Regions from separate parts of the Neogale vison genome. Here region 1 is linked to region 2. The links are chromatin contacts, called in public Hi-C maps. All regions are on one chromosome and are shown on one strand. Each heading gives the region's core, a stretch centred on a gene start, on an enhancer-like site or on the middle of the called end of the contact. The rest is flanking DNA. Distances are from core to core; before and after follow the strand shown.

Region 1 (6,304 bases), core at 2,839-5,338, 270 kb before region 2:
TTCCTCCTCTCTCTCTCTGCCTGCCTCTCTGCCTACTTGTGATCTCTGTCTGTCAAATAAATCAATAAAATCTTTAAAAAAAAAAAAAGAAAGAAAAAGAAAATCAATCTTCAAAACTAATATTACGCTATATTTTCACGAACTAGAATTTAAATAAAAGCTTGAAGCATTAGAAAAAGAAAAAAGAAAACGTGTCTTCAGTCTGTCTTCGTGGAAAGGGTCAAGTCATCTTCGTGGAAAGGGACCTTTCATCTTTGTGTGTGCTCCAGGTTGCAAGTGTTTTCAGAGCTCAAATGAATAAAGCATTATTAAAAATAAATAGGTGAGTATTTAAAGGGTTAATAAGAGATATACCTTGTGTTTGGATTTACACACTAGATTTCCTAACAAGTACATAATAAAATTTTATAAACCAAACCAAGCAAACTATCACCCACAGGTCAACCGAGCCCAATGTGAGTTGTGCAACCTATGAACTAAAAATAGTTTTTACATTTTTTATGGTTGGAAAAGTCAAGAGAAGAATATTTTGTGACATGAGAAAATGATGTGAAATTCACATCCCAGCATCGTCAATTAAGGGTTTATTGGAACACAGCCATGCTGATTCATGTAGGTGCTGTCTGTGGCTGCTTTTGCATTCATACAAAACTGAATACTTACGACAGAGACTTTATGTCCTGCAAAGCCCAAAATATTTGCTGCCTGGCCATTTACAGAAAATGTTTGCTGACCCTTCCTCTAAACGTACTACCATAGTTGCCTACTTCTTTCTCTAAGGTGAACAAGCCTAGTTCACTTTAGCTCTTGAATTCTTTTAAAACAAGGGACCCTTGGATACAGGCCTACTTCGTTTATTGTGCTTTGTTTTATTGTGCTTTACAGATATCAAATATTTCAAAATGGGAGATTTGTGGCAGCCCTGCCACAAGCAAGTCTATGGGTACCATTTTTCCAACAGCATTTGCTCACTCTGCATCTTTGGTAATTCTCGCAATGTTGCGAACTTTTTCATTATTACTATATTTGTTATGGTGATTCGGGATCAGTGATTATAACTTGCTAAAAGTTCAGATGATGGCTAGTATTTTTGAGCAATATTTTTTTAATTAAGGTACGCACGTTGTTTGTTTAGACAATGTACTGAGACATAATGACTTTGCTTATATGTAACGTTATTGCTACTATATTGTAGTATGACTGTAACTTTTATATACAGCAGGAAACCAAAAAATTCTTTTGACTTGCTTTATTGCGATATTTGCGGTATTGCGGTGGTCTGGAACTAAACACACAGCCCCTCTGAAGCATGCCTATGTATGACTCATTTCCCATCCACAGTAACTGCATGGAGTTTGCCTTCACTCTGTTGGGAAAGAAGCTAGAGAGGGAAGGGGGTCTAGGATATAACATCTTAGCAGTAAAGATCAGCCTTGCATGCCAAGCCCGGAGTGGAGAGGGGCTTCCTGGGGGTTCCCAAGGGAACCAGTTGTTCAGTGAAATGCACTGTCAGTGCTCACCTCCTTGAGTGGCCAGAAAAGGAACAGTATCTGCTGACATTCTTTCTTGGGAATTCAGCATGGTAGAGTGAAAAGGACATCAGCTTTGAGACAGGAACATTCAGGCCAGGAACATTAAATGCCAACCTTCATCAGTTATTGGCTATTGGACAATAAGTTGATTAATTTTTATGAGCCTCAGTATCCCCATCTGTAACATGAAAGTCATACCTGTCTCATAGAGTTGTCATTGCTGATGATATTATAAGATGATATACAGGAATGAAGCACCCAACTACGGAAATGTGTATGGAGGTCTCACGCTCTTCGGTGGATATAGGAAGTTGGTTAAGAAGACAAAGATGTTCAGCCGCTTTTTAGTTGTGTGACCTTGGGCAAATCCCCCCCTCCTATCTGTGCCACAGACTTCTCCCTGGCAAAATAATGAAATGATTACAGACCCACTCTCTGGATTTGTTGTGAAAATACAGTAAAGCACTTAGAATACTGCTGGGCTCAGGTAGATTATTCAATAAATGTCAGTTGTTATTGTGACATTTCCCTGGGGGTACCTAGAGGATGTTTCCACAAAGTGATTTGCTCTGCTTTGTAGGAACGCACTGGCCATGAATGGGGACTTTCAGCCCCTCCCCAGAGTCTGTACATCAAAACAGACTCTTCCTTGTCCAAAGGCACACTGCCAAGCTTGACCACCAACCCTCAGAGTCTCCTTCAGGAGGTCAGATGACATTCACAAGACCCAGAGTTAGTGCTTATGCCGACAGGCAGGACCTAACCGAACTTTCCATTCTCTCTGCACATTGGACCCTGGGATCTGAAGAACAAAATCTAGACAACAGGGCAGTGAGAGATTTACTGGCTCTTCCACTCACGTCCTGCGTACCTGTGACCTTACCTATCAGCAAATCGCAGACTGCTATTGTGGCTACTAGGCGATCAAGAGCAGTTAGACTTTCCCATACACTAGTCATTCTGCTGAAATTTGCTTGTGCTGTGCCCTCCACCGGAAACATCATTCTTCCCACGTCTACACCTGAGACAAATACTACTCATCATTCTATCCCCAGCTCAATAACACCCTTGGGAATCTTCCCCCTTCCCTCTCTCTGGGGTCTCCCAGTCTTGGGAAGAACTGTGGCTCAGATTTTGATGATGGAGCGATTTTCATATGACATTTTGGTTACGGGAGTTTGTGTTTGCCTCCTCCCCTCTGTTCAAAGTATCTTGAGGGGAGGATCAATCTGTTCCTTCTAATCATCCTCAGCACCTACCATAATGCTCGGCATACAGTGATGATGTAGCCCATGTTTGATGCCTGAGTGAATAAACGAAGGAACAAAACATACATTAGCAAGCAACTGGGAAGAAGAGAGAGATAACTTTAAAATTCAGTGTGGTTCAGCAGCTCCTGGGTGCCACAACAGGGACCTGTGTGCTTATAAGATGTTTCCGTGAAACCTCACTCCTTCCAAATGGGGGTGTCAGCTGTTTGGGCTTCTCCTCAGGCCCTTGCCCTTGGCGACCCAAGGCACCGGGTGCTAATGCACTTCCAGCTTAGACCTGGAGCGTTCCCGCACAATCTGTTAATGTAAATGATCTGTCATCTTGACCAGCAAGGTTAAAGCAAGGTACCTCTTAAAAGAAGAATATGAAGAGACCCGGAGCGCCATGGAGAGTTCAAGTACAACTGTTTTATAGGAAAGGTCAAGTTCACCTTGTGTGGGGCACTTGGGCTAACAGTTACCGATTAAAGGAGACAATACCATAAATTTTGCAGGCTTCTTAACTCCTGGATTATTCCCCCTCTCTCCAACCCACTTGATTGGAAAGACTCTTTCCTAGGCTTCTGAGAACACAGACTCCCTCGCAATGTTTTCTTTCGCCACAGAGCCCACACAGAGCTCGGTGGGTTTTTTTTGTTTTTGCCCACTGCTTTCTTAGTAAGGTTTGCTTCCAGAAAACAGCCAATTTTATTTATATATATAAACATAAACATACATATATTTCAAAGGTAACTTAAAAAAAAAAAAAAAAGTGATAGGGCTGCAGTCTGCAGCTGGACCAGAAGGGGGAGGCTGAAGGAAGTAGATTCCTGCAAGTCTGGGGGAAAAAAGTACTTTATGAGGTGGTGAGGGAAGGGGGTGGGAAGGGGGGTAGTTAGAAATGTGAAGAGGAAGAGAAGGAGGGGTAGCAAAATCAAAATGATAATAATAAAATAATAATTGCGGCCATCATTTTAGTGTGCTCAATGCATTACATATGTGGGCGCGTTTAATCCTCCCGACAACCCCAGGAGGTAGGTATTAATATCCCCATTTTTCAGATGAGGAAATCAAAATGCCAAAAAAGAAACCCTTCAAAGTTTCAATTTGTACACTAATTTTAAGGCAGCTGGATTGCCGGGCTATAACCAAGTCATTTCATAAGTAAATACTGGCGGCTTGATTTTTTTATCTTTTTTTTAATTTTTAATGTTCACTCTTCCAGGCCCCAGGTCAGTAACTGAATATGTGGGAAGTCTTTTAAAATACCAATGAGAGCGTTTGAAATAGCACAGCTGAAAACCACTACTTTTCACACTGGGCTTCATTCAGAGTTCAAGGTTGTACATTTTTCTCCCACACAAATTCAACAGAACAAGAAACCACAAGAATTGAGCGTTTTCCAAGTCTAAATAGGGGAATGTGAATGTCAGGAAAAAGCACGAGGGGAAATTTATTTGAAAGCACTTCTCTGAAAAACTTGGCCCCTCGGTTTCCTGGCTTCAAGGCCCTGACTCCATCTAGATAGTTAACAGATATCAAATCACCAGTAGCGTTCAATAAGTACTCAATAGTATGAATATTGTGGTCAGTTTCCTGATGGGCCTAATACTTGTTAGGGTTTTCCAGATGAATCACTTCTGTTTTACCCAGAGTCCCTACCATGACCAGCGCCATACCTGCCCTCTGCGTGAACTCCACCGAGGTTGCCCATCAGGTTAAATTTTCTCAAAATGTTCTAAACTGCAGTCATTTTTCTGCCCAGTGCGTCTCTGCGACCAGACCGCGTATGCCCAAAAGTGTGTCCTACAGAGATTTCCACAGAGTAAGAATTTAGTGAGTGTTGCAGAAGGAATAAATAAATGAACTTCAGCAGACCGTATATCTGTACATTGAGGTTTTCTTTTAGCACGAGGGCTTGGGGTTTGGGAACCGGAAATGGGGCGGGCAGAAGGGAATAGGGTTTGGTTCTGTTTGTGTTTTTTTTTTAATCTTCTTATCCCCCGTTATATTTCAATTGAATTTGTCAAGAGGCTTGGGGTTTTATTTTCCCAACATGAATCACTGATGATCTAACAAATTAATTACCCATCCATCCTGCCCTACTGAGTGAGGTCATGGGAGAATGGATGGGTTCAGCGGACCTCTTCTGGACAGTAGTGTCACAGGCCCCATTTAAGAACTTGAGTTCAATGCCAAAATTGCCAGTTTAGGTTAGAATCAGACTTAAATGTATCTTATTATACACAGAGGCACACAAATGCAATATGTCATCTTTAATGGTTCAGAACAAAGCCTAAAAAAATAGTGTCCTAGCACAGATGAATTTTATAACCTTTGATATATGGCTTTCATTATTAACAATAATTTCTGTAACTGCATCCAAATTCCGGAAGACACCCAATGAATATTAATTTTATTTTTGATTTATTTTCTGCGCCCGGTGGCTCCCTCTAGGGCAGACCTGCATTCCCAGCGTCCTTTTTGCCCTGAGATCCCCTCCATCCTTCAGAGTGAGATTCTCATGGTCTGGGAACAGCCTGGTTCCAGGAATACTACACTTGGAGTTTTGCTTTGCTGCTGGAAACTGAGCGGGGTTTTTCCCCCCTCATTGCATTTTCTTACCTCTTTCTATTTTACAAAGATTTCCCCCTCATCCACCCTTTGTCATTATATTAAAGTCTAATTGCAAGACAACTCTCCTCACCTAAGTCATCAACAAAGCCCAATTATTTCTAATGCATGCAGAAGGGGGAAAAAGTGCCAAACAATAAAAAGGCATGCAGTAACCTAAGCCTTTTTCACAGTCAGGCTTCAAGTTCACATGTGAATTTATGCCAGTTTTGACATTAGCCGAAAAAATTAACAGTTCTCAAAAATGAAACTCTCACAAAAGGGGTTTTGTGTTTCAAGCAGAATAAATTATAGTGTGATGTTATTAAAACACTTAGTTGTTAAGTTGCCAAGAAAATCCAGTATATTCACACAGACTCGAGGACCTGTCTCCATGCAAAGTAATTAAATTAGATTTATGGGCTGCATTACATCAGTGTTTGATAGTTCATTTTTCCTTTCTTCATATTTTGCCCTGCTTTATTAGAGCATGTGACAGATGGTAAAAATAGTGTGAAGTTTCTTGGCCCTGTGCTAAATCCCCTTTCGGTAGTATATCTCTCTTCTGTCAGTTCTCCCCAGCGATGATAAATTAACCTCTCTCTTTGTATCCCAAGTGTGGCAGTAAAGCTCTCTTTGACACAGCACTATCACTTTATCTTAATCTGTGCTGTTTCGAGGAGAGAGGGAGATGATGCAATCGCCACCACGAGTTTAAAGAGAAGATTTATTGTGTCAGAAAAAGGGAGGATGATTAATATAATATGCATCATTATATTTTTCATTTTGTCTCATTTGTCGCCTTCTCCTCAGCCGAGGCAAGGAGTTCGCCAGGGTGGGCCGTGCTCTGGACACCCTTTCCCCTCAGGCTGGTCTGCTGGGCCGTGCCTGGGGACTGGCAGGTGGAGG
Region 2 (6,157 bases), core at 3,378-5,877:
CAAGCTCCTGTAAGGATTAGGATTAAGCGGAAAGTGCTTGCAGCGCGGTGCTTGGCTCTTGGCCCTGGCTCCCTGGAAGCTATAGCTAAGCGGTTAAGAATACAAAGAGGCAGCGGACAATGAGAAGCAGTCACAGTCCAATGGGAGCAATGGACAAGTAAACAAACGAGGGCAGATACTGAGTGATAAGTGTAATTATAGGACACAGTACGACGGGGAGAGCGCAGAGGAGGGAGCTGGTTGCGCAGGCTCCCTGCCATGCTAGCTGTTCTTGCCCCTCCGGCCCTCTCCTGCCCCGGGCTGTGTCTGAAGCTGGGGATAGGGATGGGGCAGGCAGAGGAAGTGGCCTCCCAGGGCCCTGAGCGCGGTGCTCTAAATCAGGGCTCCTGGCCAAGGCAGTAATTGCCAGCCGCTGAAAGATATTAAGTGCCAGGGAGGAAAACCAAGTTCTCTGTGAGGCAGACTTTTCAGAGTTCTTACAGCTTGTAAAAAAAAAAAAAAAAAATGTAAATAGTTACCCAGTGAGATATTATTTCATGTTGTTGCCATTAGGGTTTGAGTGTTATGCAGAGAGAGGCGATCATTCAGGCAATTCTGCTTCTGCGAGGACTGAAAACTCCACATTAACCCCACACAACAAATCCACCACCTCCAGCTCTCAGCCTGACTCAGGCATTTTCTCCTGGGTGGCGAATTTTATGTAAATGCAAGTAGTGAAAAAAACCTATAAATATTCAGAATTTCCTAAAGGATTTTCCGGAGGGCATGGGGGGTTGGGAGGGCATTTTTTTTTAAAGAGACTCATTTTGACTGGAGGCTGGGGGCGGGATACTCTCATTTCTGGTGGAATCTGGGGACAGATTGGGTCTTGAGGGCGGGTGGTCCCCAGTGCTGAGTGGCTCCGGACACTGTTACTGCCATGACTGGTCTTGGGGCGCCAGCCCCACGGATGCACGTATCACAGCCCTCACTGACCTGGGACTCCCCTTGCGCCAAGGGCTGAACATGTGGACACACATTGTCTGCTTCCAGCCTCCTGACCCTTGGAGGTCATTCTTATACCTCACACATGGGGAAAAGGGAAGGGAGGTTGACTTGTCTGGGCCCAGACCCCCAGGAACAGCATAGCTCAAAGGCCTGGTTCTGAGAGACCTGATTCCATGCAACCACTCCGCCACTCACCAGTCAAGGACTTGGAGAAGGGACTAACCTCTCCAGCCTACCTCTCTTCAGCTGGAAATGGGAGAGAAGAACACCTAAGGCTTGTGGAGTGTCTGACACACGGAATGGCACAGGGCATCCTCCAGCAGCCTCCACTCCGTCCTGTCTTAATGGGGCTGCTTGTACCCAGAGCAAGCTGAGCAGGTCCTAGAGAGAGGGAGGCTCCTTAACCATACCTCTGCCACTTTTCTTTTTATTTATTTATTTATTTGAGAGAGACACAAAGAGAGAGAGAGAGAGAGAGCACAAGCAGGGAGAGCAACAGGCAGAGGAAGAGGAAGACGCAGGCTCCCCACAGAGCAGGGAGCCCGATGCGGGGCTCAATCCCAGGACCCTGGGACCATGACCTGAGCTGAAGGCAGATACTTAACCAGCTGAGACACCCAGGCGCCCCATATCTGCCACTTTTCTGCAAGGCCAGGCCATGGGCCATATGCCCTGTACAACATCTTGCGTGGGCTTTTCAACCTCATCCCTACAGCGCCATGCTCCGCGCGCCACTGACCTGCAGTAAATAAGGCCCAGCTGAATACTGATCCTTATTCTCTTCCAGGTGGCAAGCCATTCCTCTGAACACTGCCCTTGCTCTCTATGCCACGGGGAGGAGGGCCCCAGTTAGGACTCTATAGGTTAGCGCTTCAGCTAAGTGAATGTCGAATAGCAATTGTAATCGTCGCGGAGTCATGGTTTAATCAGGCCTCTGGCCTGGCTAAGTCTGGTACCCCATCTTTTCTCCTAAGGCCATTGGATGGATTCAGCCAGAAGAGCGCTTCTGCTCTCACCAGCACCCTGAAAGGAAAGGTGTCCCATTCCCTTGCTAGCACTTTCCAGGAGAGGGGAAAGAGGCCTGTTCTGGCCTCAGTGCAGTCAAGGCTTCCACTGTTCCTATCAGTGATCACTGCTGTGAGCTAAGAACGTGGGTGTGTGGGTGGGTGAGTGGGTGTGTGTGTGTGTAAGGACAATATAATACTACCAAGGCAAATTGCTTACCTTCTACCCAGAGCCTGCCCATTCTACCATCATCCCCTCCTTTCTCCTTTTCTTTCAATCATTCATTACCTTTTTCTTCTCTTTTCCTCTAAATATTCTGTCATCCTCTATTCATCTCCCCTCTCTCCTCTCTGTCGCCTCCTACCCCTCTTTTCCTTCCAAATTCCTCTTCTCTCTCCCCTCCTCTTTGTTCCCAACTGATTTCCCATTAATCATCCCTAACACACATCTGCTTGGGTCCTGGAAGGATTTTTTTGGTTGGATCTCACAGCTGGGCTGGTTACAATAATCAAGAAGGAGTCTTTCATCTCTCTCTGCCTCCTGGGTCTCCTCTCTTCCCGGCTAGTCCTTCTCCAGGGTGCCTATAGAGGCCCACCCTTTCCCAGTCTGTAAGGCTTTCTTCTGTTCTCTGTCTAGGTAGCAATTTCCCCAAGGCCAAATAGGCTTGTAGCTCGCAGGAGCCTTGCAATGGACTTTCAAATGTGGTGCTGGTAGTAGCAGCAAAGTCAGAAAGCACAGAGGCTGGCATGAGGAGGGGCACAGAGACCACCACATAGATGGGATTACCCCCTCTCTTGTACCCCTCTTGCTGCAATATGGAAGACACCTCCCAGCCCCCGTCATCCCTTAGCATTGGTTTCAACCTGGCTTTACCAGGAATAAAACTGGGGTAGGCAGAGCCTGTGTAATTTCTAAGAGGTCTATGCATAGTGCCCAAAAAAAACCCAGCAAAGATGCAGGGAGTACATTTAGTTTAGTGTATGATTGATATGGCCTGGGAATGGTGCCTGCTGTCTCCTTTAGTGAGCATGATAAATGTACGGGATTGCTATTTGTTATTTCCGTGATGGTTATTTCTCTCCGTTTGGAGAACCCCTTTGAAATCACCTATCCCCATCTCGGGTTCTCATGTTGTTTCAAGGCGTAGATCAACGCGGCAGAGTCAGGGATGGGTAGTCCCGGAGCAATAGGCCCCAAGTGACAGGCCTGACAATCAGTGTGATGGATTGGGTCTGGGAAAGTGGTACTGGGAGGCAGGCAATGACACCAGCGCGCCTCCACTGGCCGCTGAGAGCACGGGAAAGTGGTCTCCCTAGAGGCCGGCGCACAAAGGACCAGCTTCACCTTCTGACGATCCGCCAACCGGGAACTTTAATGTCAATACTTATGACTATGTAAAATCTCTGCCAAGCGCGCAACCGGCAATACACACTTAATCTAAAAGGTGTGGGGGGGGTATTGTTATTTTTAACAAAAAGTTTTTATTCCAAAATTTCCCTGGGAAAAGCTAGTGCATTTCCCCCCACCAGAAGAAAAGACGGGAATGGAAAGGCGCATCTCTGGAGTTTGTATCCACGCGCAGCACGTAGAGATTCCCCCCAACCCCCGCGCCATGGTATACAGGCCTCTCCAGTGATCCTGGCTACGCCCCCCTCAAAGGTGCGCTGCAGGGAGGCAACCGCGCTCCTCTAAACAGACACTGTAAGAAACCTGAAACACACCCAAGACCGAACCTATAAATCAGTGCGCAGGCAGCGCGCGCCAGGCGCATCCGGGCGGAGGGCACAGCTTGGGACACCGCGCTACGTCGCGACCATCTCACCCCGGAAGGGAGTCCTCAAACTTGCAGGCTTCGGACAGAACAGGCTCAAAATAGTTGGAGCGGCGACGCCGCGTCCCGAGAGCCGTGGACGCCTCCAAGGCTCGGGCGCTTCCAAGTGAGCACACCAGGGAGAAGCCAATTAGGGAAAGAGAGCTGGACGGGAGCAGAGCCGGAGCTGTGCGGGAGCAGAGCCGGAGCAGGGCCCGAGCTAGGCTGGCGCTCTGGAGGCGTGGCCCGCCCCCAGGCGGCCTCCAGGAGAGTCTGGGACTCCGCAGCAGCAGAGCCAGCGCCTTGCGCCCCTACCCCCCACCCCCATCCGCCCCACCCCAGGCACACTCGGCTGGCGGGTGACTGACCGGGCCAGCACCACCTCCGGCGGCGTGAAATGAGAGGGAAGAGAGGAAAGCCAGCGGGGGATAGGGCGCGGAGCCCAGGGTCTGGGACAAGTCCCGTCCTCTACGGGACCTCGGGGCAAGGGCTGCTCAGCTGGGGGGAGGGGAGGAGTACGGCGGGTGGTGGAGGCCGAGGCGGCGGCGGCGCGCGGGCGAGGCCCCTTTAAGGCTCTCCCCTCCCACCGGCGGCGCCGGCCTCCGCCCGCCGCTCTCCCCGCCCCGGGGTCCCGGCGAGAGCTGCGATTGGGCGGGCGCGGCGATCCCTTTGAAGTGTGGCTGCCGATCGCGGCTATTTGACGTGCGGCTCCGAGAAGGCGAAGGTTTTTGTGTTGCTCGCCGGGACTAGCGGCGGCGGCGGCGGCGGCGTCGGTGGAGGAGGGGTGGAGGCGCAGCGACTGCTGCACCGCGCTCGACGCTGCGGAGCGAGCCCACCCGCCCCGGGAGCTCGCCTCCCCGGTGCTCCCCCTCCCTCCCCGCCCCCCCAGTGGCGCTGCCTCCTCCAAATGAGCGATTCGCCCGCTGGATCTAACCCAAGGACACCCGAAAGCAGCGGCAGCGGCGGCGGCGGGAAGAGGCCGGCGGTGCCGGCGGCGGTGTCCCTCTTGCCCCCGGCGGACCCCCTGCGCCAGGCGAACCGGCTCCCTATCAGGGTCCTGAAGATGCTGAGCGCTCACACCGGCCACCTCCTGCACCCGGAGTACCTGCAGCCGCTGTCCTCCACTCCCGTCAGCCCCATTGAGGTCAGTCTCCTGGTCGCTGCCCGCCCAGCGCCGGCCCCATTCCGCCCACCACTGCCGGGCCCGCGGCCCCACTCCCTGCGTCCCGGGCTCGGTGCGACGCCCAGGTCTGGCCGCGCCGGTGGACGGGGTGAGGCGGAACCGAGAGAACAGGGATCGGAGACCACCGGGTTCTCCTCAGGCTTTTCCGTGGAAGGTTCGCCTTCCACACTCGCCTTTCGGAACTACGTGTTTTCTCTCGGATTGGGTTTGCTCTTGGGAGTCTCCACTGGGTCCTTTACTTTTCCTCTGACACCCAGTTCCCAGACGAGAGACGATCTCTCCTGGGCCTTTCCTGCCCCCGCCCCCCAACACACACACGGGTGTGGGCTCTTTGAGGTCGGATCGCCCCCGTCCCACTCCACCTCTGTCCCATCCGGTTAGAGCGCTCTACGCCCCGGCACTCCCGATCCCAGGTCTTTCTTCCTCCCACCGCCCTGGGTGCCCTCCTCGGGAGGGAGGGGCCACTAGGAGAGCGCCCGCGGCCGCCCTGGCTTTCGAATGCGTTTCTCCCGGCTCCTACCTCGCGGCGCCACCGCCAGAAACCCGTCCCAAGCGAAGTTCCCCAAACTGAAGTAATAAGTTTTCTCCTGGACACAGGGGAGGGGGAGATTAGAAGGTAGGGGGCGAACACAGCCCCTCCCCCAGCCCCGACTCCAGACCAGTCACCTGCACCCGCGGCGGCCTCTGGTGGACAGCTTCCACTGCCCCATTTGCCCAGGCCTATGCCGCACTCTGGGACCCAGTGGAATGAGGGATCCCACTCGGTCTCTGCGAGCGCAGTTCCACACTACTGCGCCGCCCCTCCCGCCTTGCTCTCTGAGGGCCTTGCTCTCAGACCCTCTCCCTTAGGCCTGCCCGCCCCGTCGCACCGCCGCCGGGAGACCCCGTGCCCACCCGGCTCCCCAGACACCCCGCTTGCTCCGTCGGTTTGGTGGTCTCACCCCCTTCTCCCTTCCGTTGCCGCTGTCTCCCACAGCTGGACGCCAAGAAGAGTCCATTGGCGCTGCTGGCCCAGACTTGCTCGCAGATCGGCAAGCCGGACCCACCGCCCTCGTCCAAGCTCAACTCGGTAGCAGCGGCGGCCAACGGGCTGGGAGCCGAAAAGGACCCTGGCCGCACCGCGACGGGAACTGCCTCCGCGTCTGCGGCCCTCAAGCAGCTGGGGGACTCCC

The links. Hi-C and Micro-C count contacts between places; a contact is called where the count stands out from the background.
Region 1: a contact with region 2 is called in a Hi-C map of fibroblasts, with 5 times the contacts expected there. The contact joins the enhancer-like site here to the promoter of ZNF703 in region 2. A contact is called at or near these places in 2 of 3 Hi-C or Micro-C datasets (fibroblasts and muscle).

What each region holds. Positions count from the first base shown.
Region 1 is chr11:178,416,900-178,423,203 of ASM_NN_V1, reverse strand. No RefSeq gene overlaps it. Among named protein-coding and RNA genes, the nearest start is that of ZNF703, 270 kb to the right of the region's middle. Within about 2 kb of position 4,088, the one cell type or tissue checked has open chromatin away from gene starts, as enhancers often do. A contact at or near this core is called in fibroblasts, where this site is marked.
Region 2 is chr11:178,146,969-178,153,125 of ASM_NN_V1, reverse strand. It overlaps ZNF703 (zinc finger protein 703), which reads left to right and starts at 4,627. Exons shown (of 2, transcript XM_044225398.1): 1 at 4,627-4,946; 2 at 5,962-6,157. The coding sequence starts at 4,710.